2 separate regions of the Drosophila melanogaster genome follow, and region 2 is linked to region 1. Evidence: chromatin contacts called from public Hi-C data. All regions are on one chromosome and are shown on one strand. The core of a region is the stretch at or near the end of the contact, and the rest is flanking DNA. Distances in the headings are between cores, read along the strand shown.

Region 1 (6,100 bases), core at 1,120-3,619:
CAGGATGGGTCGATTTCAACTGATATATTGATATATTTACTATTCTGCTTAAAGTTTTTTTCAATTGGTAACCCCCTATAGTGATCTAAATTGTACTACAACTTTAATATTAAATACTGCAAATTGTTCTTGGGATTTTATATATGCTACCATGGAAATCGGCCCGCCCTGGATTTGTATATATGCTTTACGTACTATATAAATCCTATGCGCATTGTAATTAACCCATGTGCCCAGCCCACTTTTCCCTCGCCCCGCTAAAGTAATTGAAGAATCGTGTACTTATTCGTTTCGTTTGTCTTTAAGTAGCTCTGTACATACACCCCACACGTATATATATATATATATATTGTATGTCTATATATATATATAGCTCTTGGTTTTAATTAGCCCACTGAAATCAGTAGATCCTGATGTAGTAGTCCTGCCTTTATTTATCATTTACCAATCGCTCACCCGCCAGGCGTCTTTAATTTATTCTCTAGCAATTTAAACTACTAATTTTTAAATCGTAGCGCCTAAGTCTTGTTTTTGTTTTACTCTTATTATTTTGTATTTTATTTTATCATTAATTACCACTACTCTGAATACCTACACTAAATGATGTATGAGTTTTCCGATAAGATCGCAAAGGATTTAAACTTAAGTGAGGCCAGAGAGAGAGAAGAAAGGAGTAGAAACTATGATTCAAGCTCTGTAAAACTACCTTGAAGTAAATCGTAAATCAATTACTTTAAAAATGAATAATTTTAAACTTCGTATAGTAAAAAAGGAAAATTACAAAAAAATAGAAACGAAAAGGAATTTAGTTTTGTGTTTTCATTGGAATGGAATTGGTTTTGTTTTGGTTTGGTTTTGGGATTCCAGTTGGAAAAGCATTGTTTACTTTTTAATTTAAATCAAATTGAAAGTTAATTTAAAAAAAAAACTCCTTTGCAAATATTCATCTTTATGAAGCTCAGAAGATGACAGAATAAGATATTCTTACTGCTTAAGCATTCTTTGGCAGAACTAATAATGAATAAGTAACAAGTACAGTGAAGCATTGATTGGGTGGACTTTGTCCTAGCTCACGTAATAAAGAAGCCAGTGTATGCCTGTAATTTTAGACTTTTTAAAGAGCATTGCTGGGCTGCCAGCCACTAAACGAAGAATTTTAGTCCTAGAAAAAAAACCAATACTTGCTAGCGTTTTAAATGCAAAGACCTCTTAGATACTTAGCAATAAAGTTGCTGCAACAAATTAATTTAAATGGAGTTTTAACCCAGATAGACTGTTATCAATTGTATACGAGAAACTCGAATAAAAATCACATTTGGCTCCTAATAGTTATGATATTTACATATGTATGTAGGTACAAAATTATCAAGTGGAAAGTTTCGAAAGTATACATATATCTAGGATCTGAGGATTTTGCCATCAAGCTACCATCTACGAATTTCTGCTACAACAATTTCAGCCATGTCCGACTACTTCGAGGAACTGGGTCATGAACCCACTGGACCACTGGGCGCAAACGATTTGGCCAGAAATCTAAAGCGCCTTCAGGTTTTGGCCATCATGAATGGCATCGATATGGAGATCGAGGTGCCAGAGGCCTCCAAGCGAGCCATTCTGGAGCTACCAGTTCATGAAATCGTCAAATCGGACGAGGGCGGCGATTTGGAGTGCTCTGTGTGCAAGGAGCCAGCTGAAGAGGGCCAGAAGTACAGGATCCTTCCATGCAAGCACGAGTTCCACGAGGAGTGCATCCTGCTCTGGCTGAAGAAGGTACATACATACGTAGATAAGTTATCAAAATAGAATCTTATGCTTATGTTTAAAAATGTTCCTATTAACTATATTCTGTTTTGAATCTTGCAGACGAATTCCTGTCCTCTGTGTCGCTATGAACTGGAAACTGATGATCCTGTTTACGAGGAGTTGCGCAGGTTTAGGCAGGATGAAGCTAACCGACGGGAGCGGGAGAACACTCTTTTGGATTCCATGTTCGGCTAACTTGGAGTTAATCGATTCGACAGCGGTATTTGGTCAAATTTGTAGTATGTTAAAATAAAGGTGCTTAAGGGAAAAAAGTCTTTTATTGGGAAGAGATTGGTGTCGTCCGTTTATTATGTTAAAGTAAGTATAATTATCTATTTATTTGGAATATGCCTTTTAAAGAGATCATTTTTGAACTATTCACTGACAATGCCCATCAAATACTCTTCCCACTTTTACTGAGACTAACTGTTCCCACTTTATTGATAATTGCCTTCGATATTTTTTGGAGCAATCTTATCGATACTGTCATCGAAGGGCTGCCATCACCATCTCCCTCTTCCTTTTCGCCGGCGTGCTTGAATAACTGTTCTTCGTGTGACAGCTTGGAAGTCGGGAATTAAATAAAAGTGTAGTAATTAAAGTGCAGTATTTCCCGTCGGCTCGTGCTAAGATTCGATCATGATTGCCGACGACAGTGGAATAAAGCCCTTTGATCCCAAGTTTGTGGCGTCCAATCTGCAGAATCTTCTGCGGTGCCCAAAATGTTCAAAATGTTTTACTTACTTATACAATACGAACTCTGAAGAAGGTAAGTGCTCAACTGTGTGGCATAGGAATTTGGCCAAACATAATTGGCTTTTTCAATTCATAACTTTTTAGACTGTGGGGGGCTACAATTGGTATAAGCAATGGCAAATGCTGCATCACTTATTGAACAAGTGTTGCCACCATGAAAGCTTGACAAGTTCAGGCAAGAAAAATGGAAAATAGTACAAGGAGTGTAAAAACGTTAACTAAAATGTAGTAAAAAGGCTGCTGGCAGCTTGAAAGGTTACTTGTTAAATGAATTGAAACATATTTAAGAAAAATAAGAAGCCAGAGCCAAACATGAAGAGCCGTTTTGAAGATACTCACTCACATTACTGCAAAAGTTTTTCCGTTCACTTTGGCGTCTGATTCTAAACAGGTGTACAGTAATTTTACATATGTATGTGCATATGTATATATGTATGCATGCACAAGTTTATGAATGTTTATGTTGGGTAATGAAATAAACCCTGCAGTTCAATTTTTTTTAGCACAAATATTGTTCTCGAACCAATTAATATTGTCAGATGGGATCTAAACGACTGTTTATTTCATATTTTGTTAGTACGATATTTTCAAAGCTTAACTTGAAACCTGCTTTTAATCAACAGACAATCATCGTCCCTTTCTACTGGGATGCGGTCATACTCTCTGCGAGAGCTGCTTGTGGAACGATCGCCTGGATCCGAAGTGCGCCGTGTGCCATAGTCCAGCTCCTCCTACGATTGTGGCCAAGAGATCGGACTGCAAGTCGGTCGCCAATTTGCGCGATTTGTACGAACTAAACTACCACGTGCTGGGTAGGACCAGTAGCCTCAGCTACCTTCTGCCATTTGCCAAGGACTCGGCAAACCAATCGCTGAGCCCCAGTTCGATCAGCGAGATTGTCCAGACCGTCAAGTGCAGCGAGTGCGGGAATGCCACTGCCAGCGGAGAGTGCAGGCAATGCAATGCCTTCTACTGCCGCCGTTGCTTTGATGCTGTCCACAAACGTAGTCGCGTACTAAAGTCGCATATTTTTCGCAATTCTACGGAACAGGACAGTAGTTTCAGCAAGAAACTCAGAGTGGGGGATCAGTACTTCACATTGCCGAGTCAGAACCTTTGCATCCATCACCGAATGCCCAAAGACAAGTACTGTATGAAGTGTTACCGATCCCACTGCCAAATTTGCTCCACCGTGCATCATAGCGGGCATCGCATACGGAAGCTAATCGAGATTGTTAGTATAATTTTTGAAATATTGAAACATTTCCCTGCCATATTTGTATATGTAATTGCTTATTTAAATGTTCTGAATAAGATTTTAAGCACGTTAGTTTTGAGATCTACAATATGGTTTCAAATGCTAGCTTACAAAACGTACATGCTTTAGAATTTACATATCTATGAGGTACACATAAATTGTGGCATTGTACTTATAAATCCATTACGTTGCGCACTAGCAACTTGAAATATCGTGATTAATCTAATAATAATAATCCACCTAATATTAATTGATTTCTTCCACAGAATCAAAGCTATGCTTCCGAGATTCCCACGACTTTAAACTCACTCAACATGGCTCATATTCATGTCCTCAATGGCAAACAGGTAAGTGCTATGATCGTTTTTACTTACTTGTCAGATTTTATTTCACTATAGCTATAGGTATGTATACAGTTGCATTTACAGCTAGCTATTTACAGTACTTGCTCGCTAAGAATAATTTAGGGATTATACAACCAAGTCGCAAACAAATTTCTCATTACAAATATGGCAAGAGCTATTCATCCTCTCCACAAAATGCTCATTTGCTACTGCTCTTGATGGGCATTAGTTGTCCGGTGTTTCCATCGGTTTTGATCTCGATTACTTCCAGCTTTTCCACGCTCACCTTTGTGGATTCACGCGTTTTCTTCTCAGCTTCCTTAGTTTCCCTTAGACTTTGCAGGTGATCCTCCTCTTCGCTGCTGCCTGGAGCTGTTGGCTCAACTTCGAAATCAATCTCTGGCAGCGGTTGTGGAGTGGAGGAAACTACGATTGGTTTAAGGACAAAGGACTGCGTGTCCTGGGTGCTCGTGGGTGCCATTATAGTTGTGGGTGCGGTCTGGTCGTACGTATCGTAGGTCCCACGCTCCGAAATATCATCTATCTCATCATCGATCAGCAAGTTTTTCTCAGAGCTTTGCTCATAGACCTGGGCATTTATTCCGCTACCATGTTTCGGTTCTGGCTTGTGATTTTTGGGCAACGCAGGTAGAGTAGATGGTGCTTCTTCGGGCTTCTGTGCCTCTTGGGCCGCCTTGCGTTGTTTCTCCAGGCGCATCTTCTCCTCCATTTCCTGGAATTTCATTGCCAGATACCTTAAGTAAATGACACGTTTGTTAATTAATACTTTCGAATCATATAAGAGTGTCTTACTTATCCACAATAGGTCCGTTGTAGTCCTCGGGGAACTTTGGATTAAAAGGCAGAATGTACTTGTAAAGTCGTTCGTTCAGCACATAAAGTTGTGCGGTTGTTGAACATTTGACATTGAACCACCAATCGCAAGTTAAGGCAATCTGTTTTTATATATGTTTTTAATTGTTTAATTCTTAACATGTGTATAACATAAGTTCGCCCATTTACCTGACTAAATATGGTTCCATTGGGGCAAAGGAACGAAGCCTTTCCTCCATTGAGATCACAGTAATGCCAGACCTGGCAATTGGTCTCCGGATCGCCAAAGAATCCCTTGTAGCGTTGCTTGGTGCACTCAAAACTGGTTTGAGGGATCTCCGCATAGTTCGGATAATCGATGCCAGGTCTTCCAGTGCTTGGTCCTGGATGTTTATCTATTCAAATGGAAATAAAATAGGGAAACATAATAAAGTAAAGGCTACTCACTTGGTCCCTTGGGTCTGGCAATCGCTTCCTCTGATTGAGAATGGTGTTCCTCTTCGCTGCCCGTATTGTAATCATAATCCTGGGCACTGGACTTGTGCTCGTCGTGATGCTGCGGAGGATTAGCCACAATGGTTTGGGTTTGCTTTAGATTTTGCAGTATGCGGATCAATGTTTTGATGGAGTTGTCGATGTTGTCGGGTGTTAGGGTTTGCGGAAGATGATTGCTCGCTTGAAGCTTGTGAAGGATTTCGGCCAGTGATGAGGTGCGAATATCTGGTAGCTGATCCTGATCCTCTGGTACGTATGCAGGCGTTAATGGAGGGCGCTCATGGGCGTATTTGTAAACGGGCTTAAGTTTAATAGGCGTTACCGTAGATGGTTCTCTAAGCGGTAACTCTGGGTTTTGGCCAGTAGGAGGCTTCCCCGAAACGTAAACAAATTTGGGCGTAATCTCTACCGTGTGACTTGAAGTCGGCGACACTGCGGGTGCGGGTGTGGTCACGTAAATGGGACGCCTGGTGGCCTTGTAAGTATGCACGGGACGTAATCGAAGTGTGGGCTGTTGGTTATAGAGAATCGGTGGACGCGGTGTGGAAATCTCTGGATGCATTTGCGGTGCAGGCTGATGCTCGATATGTGGAGCTGTCGTGGTCACCAG
Region 2 (6,100 bases), core at 2,587-5,086, 540 kb after region 1:
ATTTAAATTAAATGTATTATTTTAGGCACTTGCCTTTTTCTGATTGTTTGTCTTCTCTATCCTCCGTTATGAGTGGCACACCGGGGTGCTTGACTTCACCTGCAGGTTTTGACTGCATGTCCTGCACTCGGTCCCGCACCCATTCGATTTGATTAGTTATTAATTACTTAGACTGGTAGCAATGCATCTCACTTAACTAAATTTCAAATTTTCTATGCTTCACAGGTGAAATCCGCTCATCGATTGCGCCCAGAAAGCCGGAGCGCACGGCCAGCATGCGGGAAAGGGAGGCCCAACTGGAACTGGTGCGCAAGCGTGGAGTCCTCACCGACACTATCTCCATTTGCTCGTCAAACGGTGACAATGTAGCCACGGATCAGGGCAAGACGATGGGTAAGACCAATGCCAACAGCAGCAGCAGTGGTCAGGAGGCAGGAAAGTCCGCATCGACTGCCAACAGCAGGACCAGCACCTTTGAGCGTATACCCCAAAAGAAAAGCGAGCCGAAGATGTCGATCTCCAGCAAACTGGAGATCTTCGAGCAGCGATCCATGGATGCAGCGGATGCTGCCCAGCGCAGCAGTCTCAAGGATTCAGTCCGCAAGATCAACAGCACCATCGATAGCTATCTGAAGGACAAGCGCGACTATGAGAACATGTACGAGTTCGTGAAGATGGGTTCTCCGACACCGCCAGCTGCCAATGGAAATACCACACCCACGCCCTCCACATCGACTCCTCCTCCGCCGCCAACGCGCAGCAACATCGATCTGTCCGTGGCTGGCCAGAGATTGACCCAGGCCACGAGACGTAACAATATCTACTCGGACACGGCCTCCATTGCCAGTTATTCGCGCAGCGAGTATGGACCGGTGCGAAACTACGGATTGAACAACAGCTTGGGTAGGTTATAAGATCCTTGCTAGAAAAAAACCTCATACGAACATTGAGCACTAAAAGTTTATTGTAACTAATACCTAATACCTCCACTTTCACTTTTAGCCAACATTCCACGCATCATCTCCGCCTCTTATGCGGGCAGTGAGGTGGGCGAGTTCGATATCTATGCTCCGTACAGCTATTACGGTAGCGAGGCGGGCGGCGATGTGGCCACGGACATCAACGACAGCGTTTGGGGCATGCCACAGGTGAATTCAATCTTAACAATAACTACAGCAAGAAATAAAAACTTATTAAAAACGTTTACTTTCATAGGCTAACAAGAACCGCAGCAAGGCCACGAATCGTTTGCGCATGCGCAAGGGACGCAGTGTCGTGCACAAGACCATTGAGGATAACTACACCGCCGTGGTGGTGGCCAATCACGAGGCCCTCGCCCAGGTGCTAGATCAGGTGGGAATACACATACTAATAATTTAAAACAACTAAACTAATTATATTCCTAATCAGCTTCAGCAAACTCCAGTGGTGCCGGCCGCCTTGCGTCCGCTGGCCAATGCCATCAACTTGCGCTACGAGGACTTTACCATTTTGGAGGGAACCCAAGCCTTTGTGGTGGGCAAGAAGGCCTTCCATGCCGCCCTGTGGAGCTCCTCGCCGGTGACCTTGGCCCTGTCGGCCGACTGCAACCAACTGGGCGGCGTGGCTGGGGAACTCAGCCAGCTGTCGGGCGGAGTGAGCGATGTGCTCAATCCGGTGACCGAATTCTGTGACCTGGTGCCCAGCTATCAACTGCCGCTGATGCCCTCGACGGAGGTGACCCTGCTGCAGGCCACCATCTCGGTGTTGCCCCGTTTGCAGCTGGAGACCCTACAATCGATCGGATCAATACTCAAGGGCAAGTCGCAGGTGCTGGACAAGAGCAACTTCAATTTCCGCGGCTCGATTCCAAATCTCAGTGGCCTGAAGGATGGAAATGGTTTAATTGCTGGCAATCTAAGGAATGTAGTCTCGGTGCAGAATCTAAGTACACTGAACGAAGAATCCTCGGCCAATTCGATGGGCGCAGAAGATGGATCAACGAATGCAAATGCCATGCCTGCATTCGATGATGTGATGACGCGGGAGGTGGCCTTCATCATGCTGCAGCTGGTCAACGGAATGAAGAATCTGCAGGCCAAGGCGATCGAGGAGACGCCGCTCAGTCTGTCCAATGTGGTGCTGTCCAAGGACATGGACAACAAGGACGCCCAGGCGCGACTCTGTGTGCTGCAGGGGTGAGTTGGGATCAAACTCTAAAACTTATAAATCTTACTGATAATCGCTTTGCCCATTTAGAAACAACAATGACGACGACGAGCCCATGGGTACGCTCTGTAAATGTGCCCACTCGGCCTTGACCGACATGCTGCCCGCAACAAAGATCACGCCCATCCTGGCGGACATTCTGCAGCAGGAGCGAGCCGAGTCCCTGTCCAAGGCGAAGGCTGTGCTGGAGTTCGTACTGTGGGGCCCTTCGGATGTGGCGCTCACCGGATCCGCTAAGGAGCGGGAGCTAGACCTTCAGCGCTGGCTGGATTTGGAGAGGGCCACCGTTCTGCACGGATTGGTGCGTACCCGGGTCGAGCTGACCGTTTACGACGAGTGTCATTTGATGTTCCTCGTCCGCTCCACGGCCAAGATGATGAACGATGCAGCAAAGATCGTGTGCAACTACCAGCAGATGAATGGATCTGCCAGCCAGGATTAGTTCCACTCAGTCTGCTAGTTAAGCCTGCTCAATGCTAAAGGAATTATCATTTAAATAATATACGAAACTGTCATAGACACTTAGTCCTTAGAGTCAACGAATAATATCTTCTGAATTGCTCCATAAAAACATACTATACGTACATACATATATCTATATCTTTGCCCAGCGTGCCAAATTGTTTCGCGCGGAAATTGTCATGTAAAAATATGCTTAACGAATGCAAACTCAAACGATTTGTGCAACTCTAATTTATTAGTAATCTATTGTTAAGTCATTAATCTAAACGAATATTTATATATCACTATTCGAGGACGAAAAGTTGTATACTTCATAAGATGGCAACTATCTATGGGTATGCCAACAATTTGATTAGCAAAACTAAACTTTTTGGTGTTTGAACAAATACATACATGCATATATGGTAAACATAAATAAAATACAGTCTAAATAAATAAATGGAAAACTAAAACCCAGAGCTTTTATTCTTCAGAATAAAGATAATCATATTTCGCTTCAAAGAAAATACGTACCTCGCATAATCAGCGATCGAATGTTCAAATTTTCTGATGCAATTTTTTATACTTATAAACTTAAATTTTGCAATTGAAAATTGTTTGTCAGCTGAATTGGCGTCAAGAAAACAGCTGATTAGATAAAATATTCGCTCGATAACTTACTCTCTTTCGAACAATTGTTTTGAACCTATGCCAATAAATTTGACCAATCCCATCAGCGATAATACTTATTATTCGATTCAAATAACTATGGGTATTTTCGATAGTGGGCTTTAACTATCATGTGTCAGAAAAACTATGATATTAATGGTCATACCACATATGTCGATATTTATTACATATGTAATATGCATATATTATGCACTTGTCGATCTTTTTTTTAATTCTCCACCACTATTTAATGCTTAGTTCCTATCTATTAAAGATATATCTTAAAGAAAAGGTATATTCTAGTCGGTACTAATTCCCAGAAATATACATATGTATATTTTAATGACCGAATGTTTGCCATATGTTTTCGTTAGCAATTCTCAAATACACGCGAACCTGTTCGTTGCTCTCTTTCTCTTCCAAAGTATCTTTTAGGTTGCTGTTTTCCTCAAATGTATAGTAAAGCTCGCCCGGCCCCACAGAAATATAAAGCTTATAAAACGAACAACTGGTATGAGTAGTTTCACTTTGACCGTGAATTAGGCAGCGTGCAAAATGTTGAAAGGGCGTATCGCACTTAATATACTTCAGTCGCAAAAACCCATCGTCTTCTCTGCAAGTCAACAGGTAAACAAATAATAAGGTTTTGGTATAAAAACAGTGGCAATTTACGAATAAATTGAAATGAGAATATACAATAATGTGTATATGTTTATGTTTACATGAAAAATACATAACTCTTGATTGGATCATTTTCCAGCGTTGGCAGACAAATGTGCCAACAGCTGAGATCAGAAACGATCCGGAATGGCTGCAGGCCAAGCCCTTCGAAGAGATTCCGAAGGCAAATATCTTGTCCTTATTCGCCAAAAGCGCACTGCCCGGTGGGAAATACAAGAACTTGGAGATGATGGAAATGATTGATGCCTTGCGCCAGGATTACGGAAACATAATCTTTTTGCCCGGAATGATGGGAAGGGATGGCTTAGTGATGACACACAACCCAAAGGACTTTGAGGTGGTTTTCCGCAACGAAGGTGTGTGGCCATTCAGACCGGGCAGTGATATACTGCGATATCATCGAACGGTTTACAGAAAGGACTTTTTCGATGGTGTTCAAGGGATCATTCCCTCGCAGGGAAAATCCTGGGGAGACTTTCGATCCATTGTGAATCCCGTGCTGATGCAGCCCAAGAATGTGAGATTGTACTTCAAAAAGATGTCGCAGGTTAACCAGGAATTTGTGGAGCTGTAAGAACATAAAACATTTCTCAATTTTCTGCATTTAAATATTTTACATTAGCATTAAAGAAATAAGGGATGCCAGCACTCAGGAGGTGCCTGGCAATTTCTTGGAAACCATTAACCGCTGGACTCTAGAATCCGTATCCGTGGTGGCCCTGGATAAGCAGCTAGGTCTACTTAGGGAATCGGGGAAGAACAGCGAAGCAACCAAGCTCTTCAAGTACCTGGACGAGTTCTTCTTGCACTCGGCCGATCTGGAGATGAAGCCCTCTCTCTGGAGATATTTCAAGACACCACTGCTGAAGAAAATGCTCAGAACAATGGATAGTGTTCAGGAAGTTACTCTAAAGTACGTGGATGAGGCGATCGAACGCTTGGAGAAGGAAGCCAAAGAAGGTGTGGTCCGTCCGGAACATGAACAGAGTGTCCTCGAGAAACTACTGAAGGTTGACAAGAAAGTTGCCACCGTTATGGCCATGGATATGCTCATGGCGGGAGTGGATACTGTAAGTGATCATACAAATTTATGGAGTGTATAATATATTTGCTGCCATCCAGACTTCGAGCACCTTTACGGCTCTCTTGCTGTGCCTCGCCAAGAATCCGGAGAAGCAGGCCCGGCTCAGGGAGGAGGTTATGAAGGTGCTGCCCAACAAGGATTCCGAGTTTACGGAAGCTTCGATGAAGAACGTTCCCTATCTGCGTGCCTGCATAAAGGAATCCCAGCGTGTCTACCCTCTTGTAATTGGAAATGCCCGCGGACTGACTAGGGATTCTGTAATTAGTGGTTATCGGGTACCAGCTGGCACGATTGTGTCCATGATTCCCATAAATTCCCTGTACAGCGAGGAGTACTTCCCAAAGCCCACGGAGTTCCTGCCGGAGAGATGGCTGCGAAACGCCAGCGATTCTGCCGGAAAGTGCCCGGCCAACGATCTGAAGACCAAGAATCCATTCGTATTTCTGCCCTTCGGCTTTGGACCACGGATGTGCGTGGGCAAACGCATCGTGGAAATGGAACTGGAATTGGGTACCGCTCGTCTGATTCGCAATTTCAACGTGGAGTTCAACCATTCCACAAAGAACGCTTTTCGCTCCGCTCTGATCAACCTGCCCAATATACCACTCAAGTTTAAGTTTACAGATGTGCCCAACTAATACGTTTTACAATATATTAGATATCTGTTGTGATAAGATAATAAGTATTGTTAAACGAATGCTTTTTCTACATATATACATCATTGCAATGAAATGTTTATAAGTCCCTCTGTTTGCAAATATTACAAATAAAAGATGAAAATATTTTAAATATAACTATTGCACAGATTTCAAAATAAAAGGCTTTGAAATTTTACTAATGAATATCTAGAGAGAATGTAGCTATGGCCATACATTTCCCCAGCATGAAATTATTATTAATAGTCATGGTGAAAAAAAAATTGCTGGCATTGACACTGACCGATATGAAAGGGTTAACGGCCATGTTATTTGTGTTTGTTCTATTGTTATAAAGTTCCATTTAAACATGTTAATTTAA

The links. Hi-C and Micro-C count contacts between places; a contact is called where the count stands out from the background.
Region 2: a Hi-C map of the Kc167 cell line shows a contact between it and region 1, with 2.2 times the contacts expected there. The contact joins the promoter of Cyp12a5 here to the promoter of qin in region 1. A contact is called at or near these places in 2 of 107 Hi-C or Micro-C datasets (the Kc167 cell line and the S2 cell line).

Annotation. Positions count from the first base shown.
Region 1 is chr3R:18,588,658-18,594,757 of dm6, forward strand. It overlaps qin, which reads left to right and starts at 2,370. Exons shown (of 10, transcript NM_142478.3): 1 at 2,370-2,572; 2 at 3,183-3,793; 3 at 4,084-4,164. The coding sequence starts at 2,443. CG7694 reads left to right here. Exons shown (of 4, transcript NM_142472.4): 3 at 1,460-1,770; 4 at 1,864-2,069. The coding sequence starts at 1,462. The coding sequence ends at 1,998. fray (frayed) reads left to right here. Exons shown (of 4, transcript NM_001300466.1): 4 at 1-802. CG14304 reads right to left here. Exons shown (of 9, transcript NM_142474.4): 6 at 5,443-6,100; 7 at 5,185-5,390; 8 at 4,975-5,117; 9 at 4,144-4,916. The coding sequence ends at 4,361.
Region 2 is chr3R:19,128,812-19,134,911 of dm6, forward strand. Cyp12a5 (Cytochrome P450 12a5) reads left to right here and starts at 3,837. Exons shown (of 4, transcript NM_142525.4): 1 at 3,837-3,945; 2 at 4,079-4,569; 3 at 4,622-5,069; 4 at 5,122-5,893. The coding sequence starts at 3,874. The coding sequence ends at 5,721. It overlaps CG6040, which reads left to right. Exons shown (of 8, transcript NM_142524.4): 4 at 226-903; 5 at 1,003-1,148; 6 at 1,216-1,353; 7 at 1,411-2,177; 8 at 2,239-3,118. The coding sequence ends at 2,650.